Linked DNA regions of Mus musculus: regions 2 and 3 are each linked to region 1. The links are chromatin contacts, called in public HiChIP or PLAC-seq maps. All regions are on one chromosome and are shown on one strand. The core of a region is the stretch at or near the end of the contact, and the rest is flanking DNA. Distances in the headings are between cores, read along the strand shown. Region 1 has its middle 8.0 kb from the start of Gm52008. Region 2 has its middle 91 kb from the start of Gm24986. Region 3 has its middle 27 kb from the start of 4930465M20Rik.

Evidence for each region. HiChIP or PLAC-seq counts read pairs in DNA pulled down with a chosen protein or histone mark.
Region 2: an H3K27ac HiChIP or PLAC-seq map of T-cell acute lymphoblastic leukemia shows a contact between it and region 1, with 3 times the contacts expected there. The contact joins two enhancer-like sites. A contact is called at or near these places in 3 of 115 datasets of contacts at active chromatin or transcription factors (T-cell acute lymphoblastic leukemia, embryonic basal ganglia and memory CD8 T cells).
Region 3: a contact with region 1 is called in an H3K4me3 HiChIP or PLAC-seq map of the SCID.adh cell line, with 9 times the contacts expected there. The contact joins two enhancer-like sites. A contact is called at or near these places in 6 of 115 datasets of contacts at active chromatin or transcription factors (the SCID.adh cell line, T-cell acute lymphoblastic leukemia, double positive thymocytes and 3 more).

Annotation. Positions count from the first base shown.
Region 1 is chr12:107,116,672-107,121,464 of GRCm38.p6, reverse strand. No RefSeq gene overlaps it. Among named protein-coding and RNA genes, the nearest start is that of Gm52008, 8.0 kb to the right of the region's middle. Within about 2 kb of position 2,159, at least 31 of the 459 cell types and tissues checked have an H3K27ac peak or open chromatin away from gene starts, as enhancers often do. A contact at or near this core is called in the SCID.adh cell line, T-cell acute lymphoblastic leukemia and memory CD8 T cells, where this site is marked.
Region 2 is chr12:106,309,330-106,314,122 of GRCm38.p6, reverse strand. No RefSeq gene overlaps it. Among named protein-coding and RNA genes, the nearest start is that of Gm24986, 91 kb to the right of the region's middle. Within about 2 kb of position 2,887, at least 73 of the 459 cell types and tissues checked have an H3K27ac peak or open chromatin away from gene starts, as enhancers often do. A contact at or near this core is called in T-cell acute lymphoblastic leukemia and memory CD8 T cells, where this site is marked.
Region 3 is chr12:107,759,991-107,764,783 of GRCm38.p6, reverse strand. No RefSeq gene overlaps it. Among named protein-coding and RNA genes, the nearest start is that of 4930465M20Rik, 27 kb to the right of the region's middle. Within about 2 kb of position 2,468, at least 6 of the 459 cell types and tissues checked have an H3K27ac peak or open chromatin away from gene starts, as enhancers often do. A contact at or near this core is called in the SCID.adh cell line and T-cell acute lymphoblastic leukemia, where this site is marked.

The DNA of each region.
Region 1 (4,793 bases), core at 910-3,409:
CAGTGGGGTCCCACCAGACAGCTCTTGGTCATCTCTCTCTCTCTCTCTCTCTCTCTCTCTCTCTCTCTCTCTCTCTCTCTCTCTCTCTCTCTCGCTCTCTCGCTCTCTCTCGCTCTCTCTCACTCTCTCTCGCTCTCGCTCTATCTCTCTCTCGCTCTCGCTCTCACTCTCTCTCAACAGTTGTTCAGGAACTAATTTGTGCCAACGACTCTTCAAGAACCCTTCCGTACCATCCACAGTCATGTCTGTGACCAGCCTTCAAGGGAAATGAATCTTTCCCAGTCTTTTAATTTTCTTGGGTTCATAGACTCTCTTTGGCTGGAGGAGAATCTAAACTAGCTCTGTTTTCTGTTTTGAATGAGTGAGCTTATTAGGCGCGTGGCAAGCAAAAGAGCAAAAGAAAAAGCACGTATAACTCGTAGCAGAGAGAGGGAGAAGCAGCAGGCAGACCAGCAAACCGCCGCCATCAAATCAGGTGCTCACTGCGCACGCGCAGTGGGAACTCCTGAGCAAGGTGATGCGGACAGCCTGGGTTCCGCATTGAGCTTTCTCTCCACGGACAAGCTTCCAGGTTCTCGCTCCCACTGCAGACATTCTGGAGAAGCAACAACGGTGTCTGCTATAAAGTTTTCAATTTTAGTTGTTTTGCTGTTCTCTCTACGGGGGTGGGGGTGGGGGGGAGTGGGTTGGTATTTTCAGAGCCAGCTTCTCTGTGAACTCAAACAGTGCATGAACATTTACTGATGTAAGGTATATTACAATAGACATGACATGTTTTTAACTAAGACAGTCTGGCATCAAACCTTGTGCCCTCTCCTGCTCGGAAGAGGCCACTCACGCGTACTGAACCCACTTTGTTGGCGGCTGCACCAGCGAAGTCTGATTTGAACTTTATCCTTGATTTGAACTTTGCTCTTATTTTCTGGATTATAGAAGAAGACTTTCGTGGTTTTCCCATAATAAGGCATTTGAAACTAGATGGGAAAATTACCCTTTCTTGTGCTTCCTATTTTTTTTAAAAAGGAGGGATTTTTCTTTATGTGAAAGATATGGTCTGACCTTGACACCACTGGCAGACCTCTGGGTCTCTCTGAACTCTTTTAAGTGTCCAGGACTGACTCTGGGCATCTGAATTCCAGGCATCTCTTACCAAATGATGGTGTCTAGGAGTAAACTTCCATTTCTGTTTCTGGACTCTGGTGTCTTGTTGCCTCATTTCGTTGACTAATTCCAGTGTCTCTGGATACACTCTCATTTCCCTGGTAGAATTCTGGTGACTAGACTATGGCCATTTTGTAATCTGATCTCTCTCTCTGCCTGAATTTTAGGATCTCCGATTGAATTCTGGGACCTCTGACAGAATTATAATTTCTCTGACTGAACCGTGGTAGCTTTAACTCAAATTTGATGCCTCTAACTCAACTCCAGTGTGTCTAGTTGTACCGTAGCATCTCTGTTTGTACTGTGGTGTCTGACTGAACTCTGGTACCTTTTATTGTACTCTAGTGTCTCTGGTTGTGAGCTTGTATCTGACTAAACTTTGATTCTGAGCTGGACCCTGACATCTCTGGTTGGACTCTGGTATCTGACTGAATGTCTCTTTTATGTGTAAGTACAGTGAGAGGCCATTGAAATTTATTGAAATTCTATGTATTATCCATTGCTCTCCTTTGCTTTCTGTGTCTGTTGCTAACAATTTAAGGCCAACTCCTCACACCTTCTTAGAAACTCTTCCGTGACATTCATACCTAGCTCTCACATCTGAGCTTACTCCAGAGAGTGGCAATTATTTCTCTCCCTGGCCAGTCAGTAACAGCCTCCAGAACCTTGGCTTGTCTCTTGAAGAACATTCTTCTCCAACTGTGATCTCTCTTCCATCCTCTAATGAGCATCGACTCTCTTGCCTGTGCAGTCTGTTCCTTTAAGAAATGCGACCAAAGAGATGGGAGCTAAAGGAAAAAATAACTCACAAAGAATCTGCAGGACAATGTATGACGATTACTTTCCTTCCCATCGTGAAGTCCTGCCCCATTTTATTGCTTTCGGTTAGCGACACTCTTTTCCAGAAGAATCTGAGTTCTGGTCACATTGTGCTCTCACGGAGGAACGCCCCAGATTGGCAGGTGCTTCAATCGAGTTAACCACAAGCCATGGTGTCAACTGGCTAAACACCCACTTAAAAGACGTGGGACAAAGCTTAGGGCAGCCACCTGCATATTCCCTCACACCAGGACTCAGGAGACAGAAAGGCTAAGTCTGAGTGGGAAGGAAGCAGGGGAGAAGAAGCTGTAAAGGATACAACCCAGGCCAGTCACCCGAGACAGCTATTTCATGGGAATCTCTTCCTGATGCTAGACCCTGAGGGCAGGGGCACACAGCCACAGCAGCGTTGTTCTGAGCTTGAGTTTTAAACATGAATCAGCCTGAAATCAGCTCTTTACAAAGGCTCGCTAGAGAAGTCCATGTTAAAGACTTGGTACAGGGGGGGGGGGGGGGGAAGAGTACAGGCCTCCTCTAGGGAGAAGCAGGGCAGCATGTGCATGGCCCATTGACTCTGGCCCATGTGTGGCCAGCCTGCTTCTTGGTTCCCCCATGTAAACAGCTAAATGCTCCTATCAAGAAGTGCTAAGGCCAAGATGAAGAAGGCAGAAGCATGCCTGAATAGCATGGCAGCCTTTGGATGCAGAGCAGGTAATCTGTATGGAAGTGAACATAAGGGAAGAGAACCCATCAGTAAAGTGCTCAGAGTTTGTGGGACTGGGTATGTTCTTCATGGCTGAACTTTCCAAAGACTGTGCTTGTCATTTAAGATCAATAAACACAAGGCTCTGCAGGCTCACTGCGAGGCAAAGCATCAGGACCGGAGGATGGCCATGCCAAGTCTACCCTCACCCCACTGACGAGGCTCTGAGCCCTGCCTTCTCTTGATAAGGAGTGCCCCCTGTCTTCTCTTAGATGCCAGCACATAGCCCCATCATCTCCAGAGTTCTTGGTCAGTGTTTGCTGTAGAACCTCAGGGTGAGTGGTGGGTGGAGCAACTTATTTTCTACAAAAGAGTCAGGGACTTGTTAAATGACCTCAACTCCTAGAAACCAGAACATGTTAAGATTTTTTTTTAATGTTCCCTGAGAAAGACAATTCTAGTCTTTGGAAGTGCCAGGGTTGTTGCAGAGCCTATACTTTCAAAGGCAGCTGAAGAGTACCCTAGAGAAGTCCAGGAGGAAAGAAACATTCAGAAAGAGGCAAGAGTGAATCCAAAGTACTCCATCCAATGGGTGCCACTCCTTCTAAATAATTAAGCTGATGACCTGGCCATGACTTCTAACTATGATTTGGCTTAATTGATGAACAATAAAACACCAGAGTTCAGCAAGGCAACAAAGAGCATCAAGACCAAAATGTGAACGTGATATTGTTATGCCGAGAAGAACGCATCTATAAATCCCCTTCTGCCTCCTTGCAGGGACTGCAGATGAATATCCTCACACTGAAATTATTTTGGAGTCTAAAGTCAGTTTTGTAAAATGCTCATGAGGAAAGGAATATCACACAAGACATAATTCTAAAACTCGGGTGGGGATAGAAGATATGCACACACAGAGGTGTGTGCATATGACATTCTGTTAGTGAGTGAAGCCCAAAGGAGGAGATGATGGTTTCAGCAAGGAAGGATGGTGGTGAGGTGTCATGCAGCATTCTCTATGTGCAGACCACAGGCTGGCTGCTTCAGAGGGGCATCTCCTTTGGTCTCCCCACAGGGTTGGTGGAGTGTTGAATTTTCTGCAGAAAAGGGGTAACATAATTGCCCGGAGTCCTTAGCTCTACAGTAGTGGGAGAACTGAGCCTCACACCTAGGCAGGGGGCCCAAAAACTCTCATGCTCATCTAACTGTCCAGCTTGAGTGAGAAAAGATGCTAGTGGAAGGAGCTTAGGCCATACAGTAGCTACTCACCTCATGGCTGGGCCAAAGCATCCAAGAAAAAGCAACTTAAGGAAAGACAGAGAGAGTCATGTAGGAAAGAGCCTGAAGTGGCTGGTCACATTGCATCTGCAGTGAGAAAGACAAGATAGATGGATCACAATTCACTGCCTTCTTACTCATTCTGAGCTGAGATCCCAGACTATGCAGTGGTCCCACCAACATTTAGAATGTGTCTTCCCTTCTCAATGAACTTTTTATATATATATACATACATACATATATATATATATATATGTATATGTATATATATATATACACATATATACACATATGCATATATGTATATTGTGTATATGTATATGTGTGTATATATGTATATATGTATGTATATATTACTATATATGTATATTAATGTATATATGTATATAGGTTATATGTGTATATGTATATGCATATATGCATACATGTATATAGGTTAAATGTATATATGTCATATGCATATATGTATATATGCTATAGGTATATAGGTATACGTATACACACACCCATATATCTCAGATATCTTTGGATAGTTGTTTCTGTGGTTATTCTAAGTTCTGTCATGGTGACAGTAAAGATCACCCACCATACACACCCACATTTGATCAGCCCACCACCTCCCTGCTGGGCCTCAGTGTTTGGAACCTGCAGAGTGGGCATGGATAGTGTTGACTTAGGATGCTGTTCAGTATCACCTGATGAAAATATTGATCTATCACAGCAGTTAGCTGTCAAGGATTTGTGGTTTCTCTTTCCTTTCATTTCTCTCATAAAAGTGAACTGAATCGTATGTGACTTTGCAACCAGTCAATCACGCTTGACTTGCAAAGTG
Region 2 (4,793 bases), core at 1,638-4,137, 810 kb after region 1:
TATCAAACTGTAGATTCAGTTTGGGGGTAGACGTTTAGTGGTCTGAGAGGGTGTAGAGGACCCAGAAACAGAACACAAAGCCTCATAAGGGAGACAGACCAAGGTCAGAAACCAGCAACACAGGCAAAGGCCACTCCAAGACAGTCACGAGATCACGTGGGCAACAGAATGCAGGGAACAGAGGACGGTAGGGGCCAGAGGGACAGGTGTTGCCTTTATGGAGGGCTCAAAGGCTGTGACAAGAAGGTGCCAGGGGTGGGCAGAGGCTCTCTGGGCAAGGAGACTGAACATGGTACACCCAGACTAAAGGAATAAGTGTCCTAGTGAGACCCCCACGAGAAGTGGGCCCATGGTAAGCTCTGGTCAGAGGAAGAAAAGTTTGTATCCCACAGTAAAGCCTAGGCTTGACCTGCTACAAGGGCATATGCTATGGAGAGCATAGTAGGCTCTTTAATTAGTATACACGTGCATTGTGTGGCTCACGGTAGTCGCTCACTGCTTAAGTTCTTGGGGTGTCGCTACCTATGTGAAGCTACCAGTGACTCAAAATGGGGTAGATCCAATAGACCCAGAGGTTAACATGTCTTTAACCATCTCTTTGAGAAAATTATTTTCAAATGGCTAGGCTTCTGCAGGCATGGCTCTGGAGCTTAAGGTCCTGGACATGGTAACTCTGTACTGGAACAAGATATACCAAAAAAGATGCTGTCAGATGAATCAGAAAGGGGGGGGGGGGCAGGTTTCAATTCCTGCAGCAGAGTTGCTCTTGGCTGAATGGCCTTATATGAAGGAGCTGACACATCTGTTTATCACCCCCAATTGCTGAGTGAGTGTACGGAAGTTCTTTTGCCTCTTTGAACCCATGGTAGAGCCTAGCAATTATCTTCCATGAGGTCAGTTCTGAGAAAACTCAGGGTGACTGATGCTTCATGACCTCTGACCCTCGATGTCTCCAGTACCAGACTCTTGTCAGGGTTCCCAGAACACGAACCAATTATGAGTGTTAGGAACAGTGCCCACTGTGGGTCAAGGAGAGGGAGGAAATGCATCCCTCGGGGATTGGGGGGGAGAGGCAATAGGCTAGACAGAGTTTGAGAACGGGGAGAGAAATACAGGGAAAAAGAGAGTGAGAAGGCAAGAAGGCGGGAGTGAGGGAAGACAGGGTCAGTAAGGAGCCCTCCCCTGCTCTTAGGCAGCTCGTGGGTCTGAAGAGAAGCAGCCATGTTGTGACCCTGTGGAACACTGCCTTAGCGGGCACTAAGGAGTATCTCATCTAATCCAAAGGCTCCAGAGGGTAAAACCACACTGCCACCTCTGCTAGACAAACGAGGCTACTGTTGTTGAGTGACGAGGGTCAGAATAGGAGCCCAGGCAGTGTGACTACAGATGCCACAAGAACGGGGAACATCAAAATGTGGTTGTGGCCAGGGCCACACTTAAAGCAAGAACAGGAGGGAAAACATGAGGGGAAATGACCCAACTCCTGCGTGAGCAGGGAAGGGTGCAGAGAGGAAGGCTTAAGAAGTACCTTAAAAAATATATGGCTGCTTGCTATTCAGGTGAAGAGCAGAAAGCATCGCAGAAGGAAACAGAAAGTACTAGTTACTGAAAGCCAGTCTGCCATTTGTGTGGGATGCGTCCATCCAGGCCATCTGGACAGGGATCTCTGAAGAGCTGGCTGCCGGTGACACCATCATCTCTGGAGCAGGCACTCAGAGCTGCTTCGAATGGCTCCCACTGTTACAGCGGTAATAAGACCCAGAGCGGGGCTGGAAGCTTCCTTTGAGAGTCATTCTTCAGGAGTCCAAGGGAGGCGAACGAAAGAGAAATTAAACACAATGCTGTGTCACGAACTTTGACCTACGTGTCAACTTAGAATTTCAAATAAAATTAGAAGATTTTTCTAATAATTATATGGGATGGCAAATAAGGTCCAGGGGCAAGCACATGTGGCAAAAAGTGACTAATTGTATTTTGCAAAAAGGCAACGGGTGCTGACCCTTCCCGGGATAATACTGCACAGAAGCCAGAGAAGAGGAAAGGTTACCAGCAGTTAATGTTAAATAGTGATCCATCCGCCACACACACCCCCACCCGCTCCTCCATATTCATAGGAAACAACCACCATCCATATTCATTGCCTGAGAAAGAGTTTTAAAGTAGCAAACATGCGCTTGGAAGGCTTCAGTTCTAATCAGAGCGCTTCCCCTTGATGGCCGCCATAGGCTTTCCTGCCAAACTCAAAATTAAAGTAAACTAATAAGGAAAAAAGGGGGTGTGTGCAACAGTACAGGAATAGTCTCCCTTAAGAGAGACAAGGGTGCCTGCTGTCAGGGGTCATCAGCTGGGGGCTTCTCAGCTGTGCACAAGAGCATCCCGGTGCTGCTCTGAACTGGGATCCCAGCTACCCCATCGGAGCCAAGCTTCGTCACAACTCTATGCCTCCATTTCCTCTGTAGCATGGCCTAACAACAGGCCCTGCCTCAAAAGAGAAAATTCAGAAAGCCACATTTCCGTCCATGGGCTCTGAATGGCAGTTTCTGGGCTTATGTCCTTGTCTTAGTAGTTCTGTAGGAAAACAGAAGTTAGAATTGAGAGAGAGACAGAGACACAGAGAAATAGAGACAGAGACATAGAGGCAGAACCACAGGCACCTAGAAGGAGAGATTTACATATGGTGGAGGATACAGGGAACCCAAGACACTCACTTCATTCCATGTGGTGTTCGCCTTGCCCTCTCCCCCACCCACACCGGGCCCTGAAGGCACCAGAGAGACTCAAAAGTCGATTTTCTCTGAAATGGAACCCACCCCAGTAACATGGGCAGGAAGGCAGGAAGTTGAGCAGAGCGCAGGCAGGTGTCTCACAGATTGTGATCTGAGAGCCCTCCCCTGCTGCGGGGGTCGCTTGCGCCCCCGCGCCCAAGCTCTGCGATCAGGGAGATTAGGGCCGCACTAGGCAGAAGGGCAGATTCAGAAAGGAAATGCGACGAAAGCGAAGAAACAAAAAGGAAGCTGAAAACAGTTCCGCGCCCAAAAGAAAAAACACCACAGGGCGCTCGCTCCGGAGCCTTGGGACATCGCGAGTCCCGCCAGGCTGGTGGCCTGTGATTACCTCTGTCCCCCAGCCACCGAGTCTGCGGAGGGGGGTCTGCTATGAGCAAAGTGAAATCTGTTTAAATCGGGTTGCTCTTTGGAGAAATAGCATTTGGGAAAGTGCAAGCGCTCTGCGGAATTCGGGACTTGTCCAAGGGTGGCGCTGAACCTGGTGGCTAGGAAACTCGGGGTGTGCACCCCCAGCCCGTGAGGCCCTGTGATGAGAGATAGCATTGACGAATCCGAGTTGAGGGTGAGAATCACCCCAACACCACCTCCCAGGGACCACAGGTCTCCCTGAAGGTCAAGGGTTCCCGGGTCAGCCTGGCAGAGCCTCCCAAATGAAATGATTCCCCAAGGAGAGGGCCAGCAGCCAGCACTGCACTACAGCGCTGCCGCTGCTGGGAAAGTGGGCAATTGCAGACAGACCAACCACCGACTAACCCAGAGTCTGGCTTCCTAAGCCATTTAAAGTCCTGCTGTGCTTTTGTTGTAAAGTTCTTCACAGCCACCGAGTAAAAATTTAAAAATAAAAACGTAATAATAATAATACATAACAAAAATAAGAAGAAAAAAATTTTTGAAAGCATGCAAAGCGGTCTTTAAAGGGAAACCCACATCACCATTTCCTCTTGGAGCCCCACCCTTCTGGAAGACCTAAAGATGGCTGCACCCAGCCCTTGCCTTTCTGCTGCTCCCTACGCTACCCCTAGGACTCTGGGTTTTCTTGAGGGTTTATTTTGTTTTCCTTTGGTTTTTAAGGCAAGGCAGGAGTCTGTCCAGCAACAGGTGGCTGCTTGTGCTGCAGGCGGCTGCCCTCCTTGTCCTGGGCAGCAGCGGGGAGCAGTTTTGCTATGTCCTCTGTTGGGTTTTCCTGTAATTCCCAGGACCCTCCTGCCCTTCCGTATTCTGTTGAGAATGGGCATGAACCAGATTCCTGGAGTCATATAAAAACTCCGTTATGGTTTACAAACAGCTTTGAAACCATAAGAAATTAATTTTTTTAATTACAATTTTGTTCCAGCCAAACAGGGACCCGAAACATTAACTTTCTTTACCAACCAAGGGTGTGCGATGAAATCGCCCAGCTGACCGAGGAAGCAAAAGGTTTATAAATAAACGCTTCCAACTGACGCCAGCATGCAGAGGCACCGCAGAGCTGGCCGGGCAGAACCTTTTCACCTTGGTTACTGTCAGGAGATTGTGTGGCATGGCCACAAGCGGACATCCTGGGACTTTGTTCCATATATAACCAGGAATAAATGTCTGTCCTGACTCCCTGGGTTCCTTCAGTTACTGTGAGACAGATCAGACAGGCCAGCACTCAGCATCTTTGTGACAGATTAAATAGTGATCCGATCAGGCCTTGACCAGATTCTTGGGTACTGATGCTGCCTTTTGTAACAGTGGAGGCTCAATATTCTCTGTCTTATTCTCAGCCCAATGCTATAGATGATCAAATGTGATTAAAAAAAAAAAAGAGTAGAGACACCAAACCTCGCTCCGGCTGAGAACCCGCAGAATCGGGGTACTGAGGCCCTTGCAGCATCCCACACAGGTGTGTGGAGTTCCCCCAGTTCTTCACGTTATCAACCTTGGACTGGTGCTCCCGTTCTGTTGTAGTTCCACCTCCACCTCCCTCCACCCCCGGGGGGACTTAAAACTTGCTTTTCTGAGCCTTTGATTAAATGGCATGTT
Region 3 (4,793 bases), core at 1,219-3,718, 640 kb before region 1:
TCTTGTGGCTTTAGGAGATACAAATCTGTGGTAACGCTTCAAATTAAGTGTCGTGAATGAATAATTACTTTCTGAATCAGAGGCGTTCCATTGAATGGGGATCATTATTGTGTGTTAATTAAAATCCCACTGATTATTAAAATTATATTTTGGGGTTTTAATAACTCTATAAGGGACATGCAGATAAAGCTGAGAGATAGGCATTGGTATGGGCTCTTGTTAAACCTCAATAAATACTGGTGTTAATTCAAACATGTACTCATTGATTCATGAAACTAAGATGGGATTTTTACTTGAAACAGACATGGATGTTGTAATCGGCCCGTGTTTCTTTGGAGTCTGAATGCAGAGATTTTTTGATCTGTGTAAAGTCTGAGCTTGGGGCGAACTTCCTCAGGGTGCTGTGTGGTGGGGGAGAGCTGAAGAGCGTGGTTTGGATGACTCAGTAGGCTTCTGCCCAATACCTTCTGGGCTTTTCCAAAGACAAGAAAGCCGGAGTTTGGAATCCTCTCAGAATCTGATTAGCATTGGATCGGAGAGCCTGCGCTCACATGGGCAGGAATTCCAGGCCCTTTATTACTCTCTGTAGGCCTTACCTTTGAGAACATCCTATCTTCCTGTTGCTCTGAGTCTGACTGGGTATGTCTAGACCATGTTGAGTAATCTGTTCCTACAGAGTCTCCATTCTGCTGATGGCATGGATGGTTTAACCCCCTAGGCTGCCTTCATCTTCCCTTGCTCCAGTGGCCAGTGGAGGTGGCATCTAGACACTGGCATTGCTTAACACAGAAACAGTTGTATAGCTCGTCTAGCCTGCCCTTCCCCAAGTGATGTCCAGGTGGTCCCAACTTCTTGCTTCTGGAAGTTGAGCCATCTGAAACTTCTCAGAATCTTAGAAATGATTTTTCTAAGGATGGAGTGGTGTCCTGGGAACTGGATGGAGAAGCAGCATCACCCAGCTGGGCAGAGCCAAGCCAGTGCCAAGGGCTTTTTTTTTCTGTTTGAGAAGTTCATGCATTCATGTTTTGATCAGCTCCACTCCTCTTTTGTTTCTCCTCATTTCCTCCTCTCTCTCCGACTCTGCTTCTCTTTCCCAATCTCCTGTGCTTAGATTTTGAAAACCCCACTGAGTCTACTTCATGTTTCCTGTATGTGTGTGGGTGTGGATCCGTACGCAGGATAGTGGGCAGACATCCATGGGCACAAGTCTCTCAAGGGCCTCTGTTCTAATCATCAATAAAACCTTCTCTGATGGGTCAATAGTGCCCCATATTCTGTGTGGAGGGTATGGCCTTGGGGACTGGTAGAGCTGGAGACATCAGACTTAGGACCAGAAGTGATAGATGATGTTCAGGTGGGGGTTGGGGGCTGGATGTGAGCTGGGATATGTGTTGGGAAGAAGACCTTGGTGGGTGGTCTAGGCTGGAGAAAGGCTGGTTAGGACCCTTGATGACTAGTGTTTGTTATCAGTGTAACCAACAGTAGAGTCATCTGGTAGTCAGGCCTTTGGTCATGGCTATGGAGGTGATCTCGACTGTGTTGTGCTGAGAAGACCTGCCCACTGTGGGTGGCACCATTCCCTAGGTGGAATCTTGGGCTGTGTAAGTAGAGAGGGAATTGGATAGCAGTGGACTCACCGCCCTCTGCTTCATGATTTTGGATGCCACACGACTAGTTGCTTCAGGATCTTCCTACCACACAGCCTGACTCATATCCCACTTCCCATGATGCACATGAGCTGTGGCGTCACAGACCATCTGCCCTTAAAGAAGCAATCTGGGAGTCTGAGGCACACACTCACAGGGCTAGCTTGCCATCAGAGTCTGAAGACAGGCCTTTGTTGGAAAGATACATGTCTCCATGCTTCTCCGGATGTGGTTCCGCTCTGAGTCTTTCAGATTGGTGGTTTCAGTTGTCCCCTGCCTGGCTTCCTGTCAGGAACACCCACCATCCTACCCTGTCAGTTTGGAATGCAGCTCTTGGGGCCTTCTCCTCCTCCCTGTCAGTTTGAAGCCAACCCCAAGGGATGGTGCCACTCACATTTAGAGTAGGCCCCCCTCTCTTCAGTTACCTCAATCAAGAAAGTCCAGCAGGGATCCTCCCAGTGGTTTGTCTTCTAGTGAGTCTAGATTCTGCCAGTTGTCAATATTAAGGATCACAGAGCCCAAGGGTGCTCTTCTAATGAAGATAGCTGAAACTTTCCCTCACTCCCCTGTCTATTGGGAAGGGGTTTGGGAAACCAAGGCACAGAGGTGGCTGGCCTTTCTATCATCCTGTGGTTGGATCCCAAGACTGGCATCTGCATCTGGACTAATGGAGCCTGAGAGGAGAAAGGGGGCTGGCTGCTTTGATCTTCATTCTCTCCTCTTCTGCAAACAGCTCACTGGGAGGTTGGGTCCTGCAGGGTGGGGCAGGCCCCACAGCTAGTGGATGTCTCGGTGCCAGGTGCTTCCTGGTGGCCAAGGCCTCAGCAGACAGAGCTGGGAGGAGCGGGGTTGGCCTCAGCAGGCCCTTGCAGAGGGAGCTGGGCTGGGGCTGCTGGTGGGGAGCCTCTTGGCCCCAGGTCTCAGAGATTCATTTTGAAAGGATCAGGAGAGAGGGAATGAGTGTGGGCCTGTCTTGTCTCGTGGGCCACGGTGCCAAGGAGAGCCCACTCTCCATACCTATCTTTTTTCTGGATTCTCAACACCCAACCTGGAAAATGTAGAGCCTTAGGCTGCCGCCCGTGGACTTGGGACTCAAGGGCTGACATGGAAGTTTAGTGTCATATAGTCAGATACACTTGTTTTCAAACCCAGCCTGTGTCCTGAGATGGCTTCTGACAGCTCCTTCTTTCCTTCTTTCCTTCTTTCCTTCTTTCCTTCTTTCCTTCTTTCCTTCTTTCCTTCTTTCCTTCTTTCCTTCTTTCCTTCTTTCCTTCCTTCCTTCCTTCCTTCCTTCCTTCCTTCCTTCCTTCCTTCCTTCCTTCCTTCCTTCCCCCCTGACCTTCCCATTTGTCCCTCCTCCCTCTCTCTCCTTTCTTTCAGTTGTGGTGTGTATATATGAGTGTGTGTGTGTGTGTGTGTGTGTATGTGTGTGTGTGTGTGTGTGTGTATGTGTCCATGTGTGTCCAGGGATGTGTGTACACATACATGTGGAAGCCATGGGTCATTCATTTGTGTCATCCCTCAGGCATCATTTGATTTCTTCTCATGACAGTTTCTGTCACAATTCCTCGGCTCTTCACTTAGATTGGGCTGGTGGCCAGTGAGCCCCAGGGATCCGCTTGCCTCTGACTCCCGGCTGCTGGGATTCCCAGTAGCTACCACCACACTTGGCTTACCATTATCAAGTGTGGGTTCTGGGAACTGAACTCAGGCCCTCATGCTTGCAAGGCAAGTACTTTACCCACTGAGCCACCTCTTCAGTGCCAATAACGAGTTTCTTTACCTTGCAAAATGTAGGTAGCAACACCTACTTAGTCCTGCTGTAGCAATACCCACCTGTCCCTGCTGTGGTGGCTGTCAATGCCAACTGAGCCATACTTGCAGCTGGATGTGGTGCTGGGCACGGGACATGGGGAATGACTGTGATCTCAAATATACATCAGACCCAAAGAGAGGGCCTTGTATTAGTTAAGGCAAGCTCCAAGCAAGCATCTGCTAGGTGGTACACTGTGTGGCTGTCTGCATGTAGACAGAGAAACCCGTCTGGAACTTGGTAACCAGAGCTGACCATCCAACTGGGAGGAGTGATGGGCAGGGAGGCTCTGCATCCCTAGGGTCTAGGATGGCTGCAGTGGGGTGAAGGAAAAGGAGCCCTTAGCTTCTACCAAGGGAAGTGTGAACTGTGTAAGTGGATCAAGAGGTTCTAATGACTCAGTATCCCCAGGGCTCAGTGGTCATGTCAGGAGCCAGGGATGCACAGGAAAGAGTCCAGAGTAGTGAGAACTCTGCCCCAGGAGATGGGGGTGTAGTGTGGCCTTTGGGTGGGATTTGGAAAGGTAGGATGGTGTTTGTGCCCCATCTGCTTCTCTTCATCCTTAGGGTGGAACGCAGCCTGAGAAGGCTCATCTCCAGGCTGCTCTGCTCACCTAGAGTCTGGGGACTCTCAGGTCAGGAGCAAGGATCCACCCTCCAGGTCCCTTGTAGCCTAGGAGCTTAGAGTTAAAGCAGTAGGACAAAAATCCCAACACTTCTCAGAGGTACATGAAGCTCTATCTGCCTTGCTCTGGAGTTGCAGAAAACAGGGGACGAGAACATAAAGTCAGGACGTGTGACCCTCCTGGCTTGGCAGATACCATGTCTCCCATTTCCCAGAGTTCACACTCAAAGGCACCTCTGTGGCCCTGGCTTTGGCCTCCGGTCTGGATCAGTGTTAACAAATTGCTCTTACTCCCCAGGGAACCAGTGGCAAATGACAATGAGGCAGGCAGACCCAGGAATGATCTTGGCCTCTAAAGCCCCCCCCCCCCCCAGCCCTCTGGGGAGGGACACTCCAGTGACCATTGTCAACCTTCATGTTCATCACCTGTGTGGACAGCTTGCAGACAGGATAGTTGAAGTCTTGCCCCTTGGGTAGCATTCTAAGAGAGGACGCCCTGCGCTGGTTCAGATATCACTAGTAAGACTCAGGGGCTCTGGTAAGAGTGACATTTCCTGGCCAGGGTGGTGGTTGGCAGTTGGTGTAGGCTCCGCCCCACTGTTACCTGGCAACAGACAGGTATGCCTGACTCACTCTAAAATGGCCTGCTTGCCCCCTCCTCACTCTCTTGCTCTCCCACTCTTGCTCCCTTACCCTCTTCCCCCTCTCTC